Linked DNA regions of Mus musculus: region 1 is linked to region 2. The links are chromatin contacts, called in public Hi-C maps. All regions are on one chromosome and are shown on one strand. The core of a region is the stretch at or near the end of the contact, and the rest is flanking DNA. Distances in the headings are between cores, read along the strand shown. Region 1 overlaps Gclc (glutamate-cysteine ligase, catalytic subunit). Region 2 has its middle 47 kb from the start of Gclc.

Region 1 (6,253 bases), core at 3,242-5,741, 74 kb after region 2:
CAAGTGCAGGGCGTGCCAGGTAAGGGAAAGGGTGCTCCTTAGGCACTGTCATGGTGACCTGGTTGATGGTAGGCGGTGACAGTGGAAAAGTGATGGGTCATAAAGTGACAGAATCAGCTAGCCTGCTGAAGAGGAGGGGACAGATGAAGGACAGTGCTATAGGTGACTGGGTGGGACCTTGGGATAATGGAGTATCAGCCTGGAAGTCAGGCTGTGGATGTTGCTTGTCAACTTTTAGCAATCTTGGAAATGCTTTCTCTCCTTACCATTAAAAGAGTTATACATCTTGCTTTAGCAAACTAAAGTGGGACAGGAGGATGCAGCACGAAGCCAAAGGTTGTAGACATTTAAGAAATGTCCAGCATTGAAAAACAGTGTTTTTTCTGGGCCACAGAGTAAATGTCTTTAGTTAAACTCTACTGTGTACCTTGCCTCAGTTAATGGTTCTGTGTGAAATAGTTCTTCTCTGGAGAAAAAGTTTATAATTGCTTCTTCTATTATAGAGTGAATTAAATAGGTTCCATTCAGAAAGTCTGCAATTATTTCTTTCTCTTTTTTTGTTTGCTTTTCTTCTCTTCCTCCTCTTCTTCATCTTCTTCAGTTGTTGTTTGGTTTGGTTTTGCTTTTTGAGACAGGGTTTCTCTGTGTAGCTCTGGCTGTAGCTCTGTGTAGCTCCTGGAACTTGCTCTGTAGACCAGGCTGGCTTCGAACTGCCTGCCTCTGCCCAGTTCTAGGAGGCTAGGGTTTCCCCCAGGCTAATACCTGTCACATTCCTAAAGGGTTTTGTTGTTGTTGTTGTTTAAGTTCACAGGTTCAGAACAGACTACACAATGGCTGCGTGAATGTCCAGGAAGCTGTGGTGCTAGGAACTGCTTTGCAGATGAGAATAGCTGCTGGCAGGGTGGTGGGCAGCCTGTAGGACTTGTCTTTGTGAAAGGCGGGGAGCTGAACTAAGGTCTGGGTTAGTAGTTCCTACTACTGCTCCAGAACCCTGGAAAGAGCCTGCTTGGTTTTGCTTTCATTAACTTGGAAGGACTCCCTTGCTCAAGTGAGGTGGGAGGTCTGAGCACCCTACTTAGGGAACTGGATGGAACCTGTCCTTCTGTTTTGAAATTAGAACTCTTCTTAAGGTTAAAGTAAGACAATAAGGTTGGATCTTGGCTATCAGAGGGCACTCTGGTGTATACCGGGGACATTGGAGACACAGCTTAACCTTGAGGGACTTCTGAGGAGATAGCCGAGGCAAAAACAGAAGAGCTGGTCCAGATTCATCAGGAGGTTGGAGTAATGTAGTGAACGGTGTTAAAGGTCATTTTGAACATGTATCTGGCTAGTTCCAAAGCTGGAGAGAGCACCTGAACCTCACAGCAGCAGGTGCAGCACCAAGGAGCTCGTTCAGACCTTGGGGGAAGCTGAGGAAATGTTCCTATATGCTGAGTGGAGTCAAAATCAGTGGGAATAAACACAAGAGACCCCAGTGCAGGACATTATAGTACAGAAAAGGGCCACAGAGGAGCCAGCATTTACATTGGTTTGCAAACACTGCTCCACCCTCTAGGATGGGGAGTGATGGACAGTAGGTGTGTTTAACCCTGGCCGACTGCGGCGAGATACAGCTAATCAGTTCTGAAGCCGTTTCCTACCTATCCCTTCTCCATTGGTTGCAGACTAGGCTGTCCTGGATTCACACTGCCAGAACACAGACCCAACCCAGAGGAAGGAGGCGCATCAAAGTCCCTCTTCTTTCCAGATGAAGCCATAAACAAGCACCCCCGCTTCGGGTGAGTGAGGCTCAGACTCTGCGGTCTGTGAATTCCTCTCACCCACACGTCGGATTCAGAGGAGACAGCAGACACTATCTGCTCATGTTGCTTCCTACATACAGGTTTGCTTTGTCCATTTCAGAGCCGTCTTTACAGGCCGTAGCTCCTTTCCTACATTTTGTTTACAGACAGTTTTCTGTCCTGATTCTACAAACACATGTACTGGGAGATTTCCTTTCCCTGTCCAAGTTAGTGCTGGGATCTCTCTTCACCCACGTTGCCCTCTGCTCTGACACGGTCAGGTGGCTACAGCACTTAGCATAGGCACTCTCCTTGTACCTAGGTCTGTAGTTGAAGTTGCTTTAGGTCCTTCACCAGCTTGATCTTGGTTCTTCCTATGAACTCTTCTATATTGGAAAGAAGCCCCTGACCCAACATGAGGGACACAGGGAACTCTCAGCTTACTCCTTTTCCAGGCTCCCACAGTTGTACATTCAAAGTCTTTGTAAGGATAGACAGAGATCGACTGACTGACTGACTGACTGACTGACTGACTTGTTCATTCATTTGTTTATTTGAGGCAGGGGTTGTTGTTTGTTCCTTCATTCATTCATTTGCTTGCTTGCTTGTTTGTTTACTTACTCATGGCAGGGTCTGTCTAGGAAGCTTGGCTATACAGGAACTCGCTGTATAGACTAGGTTGACCTCAAACTCACAAAGATCCTCCTACCTCTCTCTCTAGTACTGGGATTAAAGAGCCATTATTGCGTGTGTTAAAAAGAAAACACTGAGCTGCTGCAAAGATGGATCATGATGATTATAAAAGCTACCCAGAATCCCTCACGGGAAAGGCCAGCACAGGAGGTCCTCGTGTCCTGACTGAGGGATCAAAGCAGGAGTCATATAACATAAAATAAGTGAACCTTGGTTTCATAATTTATCAAACCTCATCTATCTAAAGTGTTGCTGCAATTTAGAGTCAGTTCAAAAATCTGAGAGGAATTTTTTTTCCTCTCTTTGTGCTGTTAAAATTGTGAGTTTGAATTAGGACCAGTGACTGCAAGTGTCGGTGGCCATAATGTGCGCATCAGGTAAGAATCAGTCTGTGTTTTGGATCGGGGGCTGAAGCAAGTGATTTTGAGACTTCAGTGATAACCAAAACCTAAGTTCTTAAATTTGACTAAAATCATTGGAATTTTCATGAGTAATGTTAGAATTAGCTGGACTGTGGTTGCCATGAACACCTGTGCTGACTAGGTGAGCAAGAAGGGGTGGTCCCCAGGCAGAGCGCAGGAACTGCTGCTCACCAGTCCCCTTTCAGGAAACCCTTAGGGTAGCATGTCACGTGCCATGAGCCAGTCTCGGATTTTTAGTTTGCGGTAGGATTCAGTTCCATTCAGTTCGATGTGCTCAGATTCTAATGTGGCAGTTGTTGGGTGACCTGTCCTTTTGTTTGCTTGCTGTAGTACTCTAACAAGAAACATCCGGCATCGGAGAGGAGAAAAGGTTGTCATCAATGTGCCAAGTAAGTGGGTGGGGCTGGGCTGGGGCTGGGGCAGCATAGTCCAACCGGCAGCCTTGATTCTCAGCTCCTCTTCTTTTCATTAATAATGCAGTATTCAAGGACAAGAATACACCATCTCCATTTGTAGAAACATTTCCAGAAGATGCGGAGGCATCAAAGGCTTCTCAGCCAGACCATATCTACATGGATGCCATGGGATTCGGGATGGGCAACTGCTGTCTCCAGGTATTGCCTGTGTTGTATGGAGACTTAAATGTCCTCTTCACTATGCATGTGTCTGGTTTAAAGTCACCTTCTAATCTGATTCGAAAGATAGCTTACCTTCTGAAAAATGATGTTGCTTTAGTAAAGTCTTTTGTAGCTGTCTTTTGACTGAAAATTCACAGTTTACCACAGAGGTGTGTGGTTGTTACTAAACTTGGTATCTATTGGTAAACAGATGTTGGTGAATGCCCTTTTTAGATGCCTGATTTTTTACCGCCATCTAGTGACAGCCTTTGAGGATATTATACAAGGCTCAGATCTCTATTTCTGAAAATGACCTCTGGTGAGAGAATCCAGTGACTTTATGATCCAAGGGCAAAGGTTGTTTGGCATTTAAATTTTTATTCTTGTGCAAAGCTACCTCGTGGTTTAAAAGGAATAAATATTTAACAGTCTTTGCCTTGCCCCTGGCTAAATTACACTAGAGATACAATAGTATTTCTCTGTTCGAACAGTTAAAATTTTTGCTGGGACTAATCAAATAACTGATGGCCTCCAACAGTGACTGCACCAGGCTCCCTCAGGAGCAGAGTGGGGAGTGCAGTCTCCCAGCCCACACAGGCCCGTGGTCGTCTCTGCCCTTGCTGCCTCCATGCTGAGCTGGCTTACTTAGTTAAACTGACTGTAGCCACAGCACAAAGGGCACAAAACTCAGCATTCTTTTCTTAGGGCTGCAGCTGTACACACAGTTGTCACATTAGCCTCCCAACTGTTATTTTTGAAAGTACAGATAATTTAGATTTAATACCCAAGTCAGACTTTCCCATGCTACATGTTTCTATAGCATGAAAAGGTATTTTGTTTCCTTTGCATATTTAAGTAGAATCAGATATGTAGCCTCCAAACAGACGCCAGAATGTTCCCTTAAGAACGGTCACACATCATTTAAAACAAGGCTGACTTTTGACTGTGTTACCCGCTTTCTTATCTTAAGTACAAACATTTCTGGAATTAATCATTAAGCTGCAGCACTTAAAATGTGTGGCTTCAGTATTCTGGGAGTGTTCTTGGAACCCAGCCCTTCCTTGGCTTAATATTGAACCAGGGTCTTTCAGGGTTGCACAAAGTGACAGTCTCGCTTGAGACACTTGATTTATGCAAATAAGTGAGTCCTACTGGTGGGGACAAGCATTTTCATGTAAAGACACAGTTGTCTAATCTATTTAAGGTATGAGTTTAGTACTTCCCCCAACATAACCAGTTACAGTATCCCACTTCAAAAGGTTGTAGTGACACAATGAGATGAACTCAGAAGTAGCTACAAAAGTCCCTGCCTTATATCTTCTGACTGGGACCTGAAAGAAGTATTTATTATAGAAAAGCACAAAAAGAAATGGTAAGTACTTTTTTAGTTAATAGTAGACTTAACTGGACAAAACAAAACTCCTCCAAGTTTGTGAGCTTGCTGAGTGCTATAGTGCTTGCCTGGCATCCCAGTGCTACAGAGGGAGTGTGAGCTCAGGCCAGTGTGGGTTCCATATCCAGACCATCTCAGAGAAGTAAATCTTTACACTTCAGAAAAAGGCCATGGCCTGCTATGGATTTTTTTTCCTCCTCCTTTTTTCTACTTAAGAGAATTATGTGGTTTCAAAACCAGATTCTAGGTAAGTGTCGGGTTTGGTTTCTCATCTCCGTGTTTCACAGGTCCTCCTTCCCTCCTGTCAGTGTCCTAGTGACGTCTCCTCCCGTGGGATCTCTTAGGAGGGCAACAGAAGCCAGCCTTCCCGTGCTATGCCTTTGTCAGGGGTCAGAGCTCCTTGGTTTTGCTTTCCCCACCAAAGTCACTGTTTATGAAAGTCACCGTTTAGCGTGGCGTTCCGCTTGACTTGATGCGCAGAGTGTTTCGGCTCTAGAGACAGGAAGGCAGTTAGGAAATCTACTTACGATAACTGTTGTTACACTGCAACTTGGAAATCCCAGTCCCTCCTCTTCATAGAGTTTTCTAAAGCTGGGTTTTTCAGGATGTACCTACGAATCCTACTCTGTCCCAAGCTACCAAGGAAAGACACCATCCTAGAAAAGTTGTCACTGCAGTATCTTTGCAAAACTAAAGAGTAATGCACAGGAACATGCCTAACAGTCACAGGACAGACATAGATCTAAGAAACACATGTCCAACAGACTCTGTCTGCGTCACAACACCCAGAAACACGTGACTGTCTTACATCTCAGCATCCTCTTTCCTTCATGACCTTCTGTCAATTTAGTAAATAGGTAATAAACACTGCCCCACATTCTTGGGACAGAAAACATCAAGACAGAATCCTGGTGATAGGACCACAGACAGTGAGCAGTACTCTGCCTATCCTGCTCCATTCCACACTGAATCCTTACTCCATAAAGTGTGCACATGCATGCAGAGACCAGAGGCCAACCTCAGCTGCCGTTCCTCAAGCACTGTCCATAAGGGTCACTCATTGGCCTAGAGCTAACGAGCCCTAGAAATCTGCCTGTCTTTGCCTCTCTGGCCCCACGACTATAAACACATACACCACACCCAGCTTTTGGTGGGGGTTCTAGGGAATCAAAGTCAGGTCTTAGTGCTAACAAGGCAAACACTTTAGCTCCTCCGCTCTCTCCCTGGCCTCACATTGTTTGATGGTCTCATGTCCTTAGAGACCTTATCTCCAGCTCTCCTCAATTTTTACTGTAACATTTGATTTTTTTTTTTTCCTTAATGGCTACAACATAGCTTCACATT
Region 2 (6,101 bases), core at 2,472-4,971:
AGGGAGCTAGCCGAACGGCAGGAACGATCCCATTTCCTTCCGACAGGAATGTGTTCCTGGTTTACACTGAGCATTTAAGCTCTTGCTGACTCACTGTGACAACTCTAAGCTGCATTGGGCTAAAGCTCAGACATTGGAGCTATAAAGACAAAGCTTAATATCAGCTCCTGAAAGGTGTGCTGTCTGACTCAGTCATACCTGGCTATATCCTTAGTCATAGTGCTGAGAATGCATGATGAAGGCAAAAAAATGAAATGTGTGTGCTCTGAGCAAGGTCAGTGGAGGGTGATTACTAATACCCCAAACACCATACATGATCCATGCCCCCAGCACTGGTTTGATATAGTGCATCCATACATATTCTTACAGGAAAACTTTTACAAGTTGGACCCATCATGGGGCAAGCCTGTAATCCTAGCTACCCAGGAGATGGGTGCAGGAAGGCCATAATTTCAAGGCCTGCTTGGCTAGGACTGTTCTCAAGGCCAGCCTTGGGCAACTTAGTGAGGTCCTGTGTAAAACTCAAAAGGGCTCAGGATGTAGTTCAGTGAGAGAACACTTGCCTAGAGTGTTAGGCCCTGGGTTCAATTCCCAGTGCCATAAGCAAAACAAAACAAAAGTTCTTTAAAAAGAAAAAGAAAACCTAGAGAGAAAACAGGTGACACTTGACAGGGCACCCGGATGTCACTCCTTCGCTACTTGAATTGCCTTTCTCGTTACTCAGGTGGTAGAAAGGTAAAGGAAATCCCTTGGACCTCGGAACGTTGACTGACATAAACTGACAGCCCAGAGGCCATCTGAGGAAGTGATACAGCGGTTTGCTGATGTGCACAGGGGGCAGTCATGGGAGTGTGCCTCCACTGAGCCAATGAGGTTCAGATGTTAGTGTGACTCCTCGCTATCTCAGTAAGGCTCAGGAGTGTGATTCCCCACTAACCCAGTGAGACCTGTATACTCTTCTCCATAGAGGAAAAAAAAAAAAACCTGGTGGAAATAGAGGCAATTTAGAAGGATAGTAAATGATTATCAAGGGAATGAAGAGGCTTGGAGATAGAGATGAGATTATAAAGTGACTCTCTGGAATCTGAATGAGCCAGAAAGCAAGATGCTATCTTGGGACAGAGTCCACCCCTGTGTGGATGCACTTTGATAGACTATGATCTTCCTTCATGAGAATGGAAGGCAGTTGTGATTTTCCATGGGTCTGGTCTTAATGCAGAGTAACTCCTTTCCTGTGCCTGTGGGAGAGCTGGGATAAAGGGTGTGGGACTCAAGGGATGATCTCTAAGACCACTCCTCCAACCTAGCATGCCAAAATGACATTATGGGGTACGATTTTGTGAATCCCAGCAATATAAACATGAAAAAAAAAAACCATAGCATCCATACCACATGTGCTGATGTAGAGCTGGAGGGTTTCTGTGCTCATTACATTACCACTCCATTCAAGAAAGAATGTGTCTCTTCTCCTTTTCTAGGAAGGCTCTCTCATGTCCCTTGCCAGTGTCTCCCCATGAACCTGCTGGGTCTCATAAAACAATACCCCCTCGAAGTATAATTATTTGGCATGTTCATAAACAGTCTCAAGGCCGGGGTCTTTCTAACCTCTTGTTTCTCCTCCATCATCGGAAGGGGCTCCCCTAAATACCCACATGTGACTGGAAGCTGCTTATGAAAGAAGCACAATGTTGTAAGCCCTTTTCCTAGGAGTTACATCAAATAACAGAAAGATTATTTTAAAAGGAACTAAAAGCTGTCACCGTGCCTGAGTAGATTAATCTTTCGGTTTCATGGCCTATTCATCTCCAAAGGTGCTGATTACCTTCAAGATTACCATCTTGACATATGAAATCCGGGAAGGTCACAGGGACTATGTTACCTTTTTGTGGCACTCTGGCTCACACAGTAACGTTCCACCTCTCCATCACTGCCTTGCCTTTCTACCCTAGGGATCGTCTCTGAGACCACTCCTCCAACTTAGCATGCCAAAATGACACTTTGGGGTTCACTTTTGTGAATCCCAGCAATATAAACATGAAAACCCTTGGCATGAAATCAGTTTTATACTCTGGTTTCCCAGATGAAGTAATGGTTCAGAAAGGCTCTAACTCATCCAAGGCATCTTCGTTGCTGACTCTAATAGATTGCAAAAAAGCCCTAGCCACAGCAGCCAACAAAGATGTGAACTAGCCAGTCATGTTATTTGGAAAGAAACACAGAATATTATTTTTATATACAAATCATTATTCACTCTTATTGCACATGTATAATATTTATTCTCTTTCGTTCTTTTCAAAAGACACGTTGCAAAAAAAAAAGTTAACCTTTTTTTGTTAAGTGTACTCTTAAAAAAAAATTACCACTAAATGATGGCCCTGGTAGTAAGACTGGAAATGCCAGCAGAAAGCCTGCTGTAACAAAGTATCCCAGGCTCCCTGGTTTCTCCCCTCATCAAACGGTTGTCATGGAGATAAAATGTCTGGACCCAGTGTTCTGACCATAGCTAGTGAAGTGGTATAAGGTTGCAACATTGTCAACAAATTCAGTTTTTTAATCAATGCAGATTAACACTGGGTTATGTAGACTGCGCTGACACTAGCTGTGGACACTAGCTGGGGAACTCTGTGGAGCAGGATCGTGGATGGATCTCAGAACGGGACAGGGCTTCATCCTAGAGGCCAGGAATCTTTCTAAGCAGGTGTTAAGCGAAGGACTTGATCTTGCATGTCGTGGCTTTCTCACCTAGAACATGAAGATTGTCGACATACTAAAGGCAGAACAAGAGGCTCTGGAAAGTTGTCGGGACGTGAAGAAAGCCAAAGGGGCCCCTCATACTGAGTCTCTGTCTCTGGGGACTTGCCTGTTCCTACCTCTCCTGTTACTTGTAAACATGTGTATGGGACCGCTGTGTCTGATTTCTTTGATTTACATAAGATTTGCATGCCTTATTCATGCTGAAGTATGTGTTGGAATTTATGGAGTGAATGACATCCTGTTAGTTGACAGAAATTTGAATCATATAAATTTGGGGGGCTTATGTTTTTCAGTCCTTATGAACACATATCTAAGAGTAGAATTGGCCTATATTCTATGTTCTAGAACAGCTAGGTCATAGTAGGCTAGTCAGGGGGAGTGATCATTGAGAGAGAAATGAAGAAGGAGTAATGTATATAAAATATGAGCACCGAATAAACACTTAAGAAGTTATTAGTAAATATAAAATCTTTATCATATATATAATAAATACTCAAGAAGTATGTTATTAGCTGCCACATTTGTTGCATTGATCTTACATAAAATGAACTGAAATATATTGGTTCGGACATATCCAAAAAAATAAATCAGATTCTGCTGATATGAGGACTTACCTTCCAAACATATATAATGAACAAATAGCAGCAGATATATATGTACCACGGAGGGCCTATACAGCAGGCAACAAAAATTGACACTGCAGATGTCATGAGGTGACAGATCAGAGTAAACTCACAGGGCCTAAGAGACAGATGTCATGAGATGGGATCTAAAGTTCGTGGCAGCAAGAAGCTAGGAGGGTTTGTCTCAGCAGTAACTCTACTGCCCCCCCTCCCCCAGCTGCTGACTGGCATAGGAGCAGTGGCTTACCCTGGGGCAGAAGAGACCGAACCTCAAGAACACAGCACTGGTAGCTGAATCAGTGCACTGGTGTTACTGTGAGGCCTCCTAATCTGTCTCTCCGCATTATGAAATCCTCCAGTCAGGGGACAAAGGTAGTGTTTATATTGGGACAAGTGAACAGCGCGAAAGCCCAGCTTACTCGGCCAAAACCAACTCAGAACGAATCTTCTAGAAGCTGAAGCCAAATGAGCACACAGTTAGGAGGAGCCCCAGAGATGTGTCCCCAGGGGGAAAAGAAAAAAGGCCAAGAAGTGAGCCACAAGGCACACAGGTAAAAGAGGTCACAGAAAGTGAAACTCCACACTGTGGAACAAGGTTTGCATCAAATTCAGCTCAAAGAAAGAAAGGGTTTCATAGTGATGTGCAAACATTTTGATTAAAAGAATAAGCAAACTTGAAATGAAACTGGTTGAATTAAGGCACTAATCTGACCTGAACTTAACTGAGCTGAGTGATTACTTCCAAACGTTGTTTTTAATGCCATCAGAGAGGAAAAAAAAATGCCATAAGTTGGGCAGTGGTGGTTGCACGCCTTTAATCCCAGCACTTGGGAGGCAGAGGCAGGTGGATTTCTGAGATCGAGGCCAGCCTGGTCTACAGAGTGAGTTCCAGGACAGCCAGGGCTATACAGAGAAACCCTGTCTCAACAAAACAAACAAACAACAAAACAAAACAAAACAAAACACCATAAATAAATGCCATAAATAAAAGGGAACTCTCCAGCAATAATTTTCAATTCTTTTTAAACAATCATTATAAGCTTTTTAAATTAAACTCCTATAGTTTTTCTTTTTCACAGGGACTTACAAGGAAGGCTACACCACTCTGCGCAGGTGAGCATGTGTTCAGGGCAAGGAGAGGAACACAAGAGCAGCAGATGAGAGCGTTAGTAATGAAAAGAGACCCTGTCTTGTGAACTAGTGATAACCTTGGAAATCAGAGCCACTTCTGCTTACCAGGAGCAATGAGTATATTACATAGCTATACTTATGTTCAGAAGTGATGAAAAGACGACAAACTGGCATTAAAAATAAGAGGGAGAAAGATTACAACTTAGAATAATATTTGGGAATGTGTTTAGGAGCAAATAACAGACACTTTAAGCCCCAAGCTTAAAGTGAAAGTTCTCTCTGTGTGTTAAGAACAAGGCATCATGGGCTATCTCCAAAGCTGATGTATTTCATCAGGCCACTTCTAGTTTTTGCATCCACCATCATCAGAACGAGGCTTAGAACAAGGTGAATATTCATGCTTTTTTCTTCTTTCAATCTGCATTCTTGCCAAGTAGAAAAGGGGAACTAGGCAAGGCTCCACAAGTGTTAGAAAAGCGCCTTTCCACTGTCTCATGGAACGCTATGGGGTCACATGACCTCCAGTTGCACAATGACCCAATAAAGCAAGTAGTTTTTTTAGCTTGACACTCTGGGTAAAAGTAGGGTCTTTTAAAAAGAGAAGGGTGCTCAGAATTGACGGGGATGAAGCTGCTTGCAAAGCTCAGAGGCAGAAAACTGGCGAGGGCTCGCAAGGTCCAGGACCTGCTTCCTGGAAGAATCTCGGCCTTGCATGATATTCTGGCTATGTCAGCTATTAAATATTACAGAATTTATAGAACAAACGTGTGAGGAATAAGGTCTGACTTTTGCAAAGCCCTTACCACCTGATAAAACATGAACTAAACATTACTAATTTTCTACTCATTTTAGACAGATACCCTTTTCTTCATTTATAATTTCAAGATTTTGTAAAATCTTGACCAATTTTATGACACACATTTGATGTGTCTTAAAGACAGTTGTTTAAATATACATTATATATTTTATCTAATAATTATATTAGATAATTAATATAATGTTTAATTATATTTAATTAATATAAATTTAATATGAATGATTAGGTTGTAGAAATAAGAAATACTGATGTTTATTTAAAGGTAACGTCCCATAGTCTACTTAGAATATTATAGAATAGAGAATATCTTTTAAATTTGTAAAGTTCTGAATCCTAAATACTCCAAACCTGGTTATTTGAAAAGAGTTTTGTTTTGTTTTGTTTTGTTTTGTTTTGTTGTTTTGTTTTAATGAACTTCCAAAGATGACCTCAACGTAAATAGAGTGCAACGCAAATCTTAGGGTAACCATGACAACTTTTGAGTTAGGACAGGAAGAAATTTAAAAACAGCAAGTCCTGAAGTTTTGATTATTGGAAATAAGATCAATGGCTGTTTAAAATGACAGATGCCCACATTTGAGTGACTTAAGCCATTTGCGTAGATCAGTCCCCTTGAATGAAGATGTCAGGACATCTGGAATACACATAAGCAGGTCTCCACTCCTGCAAGAAGTGTGATGAAGATCACAGTTCATCTCCCATGAGGACTTTGGCTGGCATATCAGCAAAAAAGATTTTTACCTTGTGTCTTGTTTAATATTCACATTATTTTTTAC

The links. A called contact is a pair of places that touch in the nucleus more often than the background predicts.
Region 1: a contact with region 2 is called in a Hi-C map of liver, with 2.8 times the contacts expected there. The contact joins two enhancer-like sites. A contact is called at or near these places in 1 of 15 datasets of contacts at CTCF or cohesin (pro-B cells), 16 of 484 Hi-C or Micro-C datasets (the Ba/F3 cell line, CD8 T cells, ECoMG-derived neutrophils and 9 more) and 7 of 115 datasets of contacts at active chromatin or transcription factors (embryonic stem cells, hepatocytes, intestinal villus epithelium and 4 more).

The regions. Positions count from the first base shown.
Region 1 is chr9:77,777,855-77,784,107 of GRCm38.p6, forward strand. It overlaps Gclc (glutamate-cysteine ligase, catalytic subunit), which reads left to right. Exons shown (of 16, transcript NM_010295.2): 4 at 1,668-1,781; 5 at 3,230-3,288; 6 at 3,380-3,513. Among named protein-coding and RNA genes, the nearest start is that of Gclc, 26 kb to the left of the region's middle. Within about 2 kb of position 4,492, at least 36 of the 459 cell types and tissues checked have an H3K27ac peak or open chromatin away from gene starts, as enhancers often do. A contact at or near this core is called in hepatocytes, kidney and liver, where this site is marked.
Region 2 is chr9:77,704,175-77,710,275 of GRCm38.p6, forward strand. No RefSeq gene overlaps it. Among named protein-coding and RNA genes, the nearest start is that of Gclc, 47 kb to the right of the region's middle. Within about 2 kb of position 3,722, at least 23 of the 459 cell types and tissues checked have an H3K27ac peak or open chromatin away from gene starts, as enhancers often do. A contact at or near this core is called in hepatocytes, kidney and liver, where this site is marked.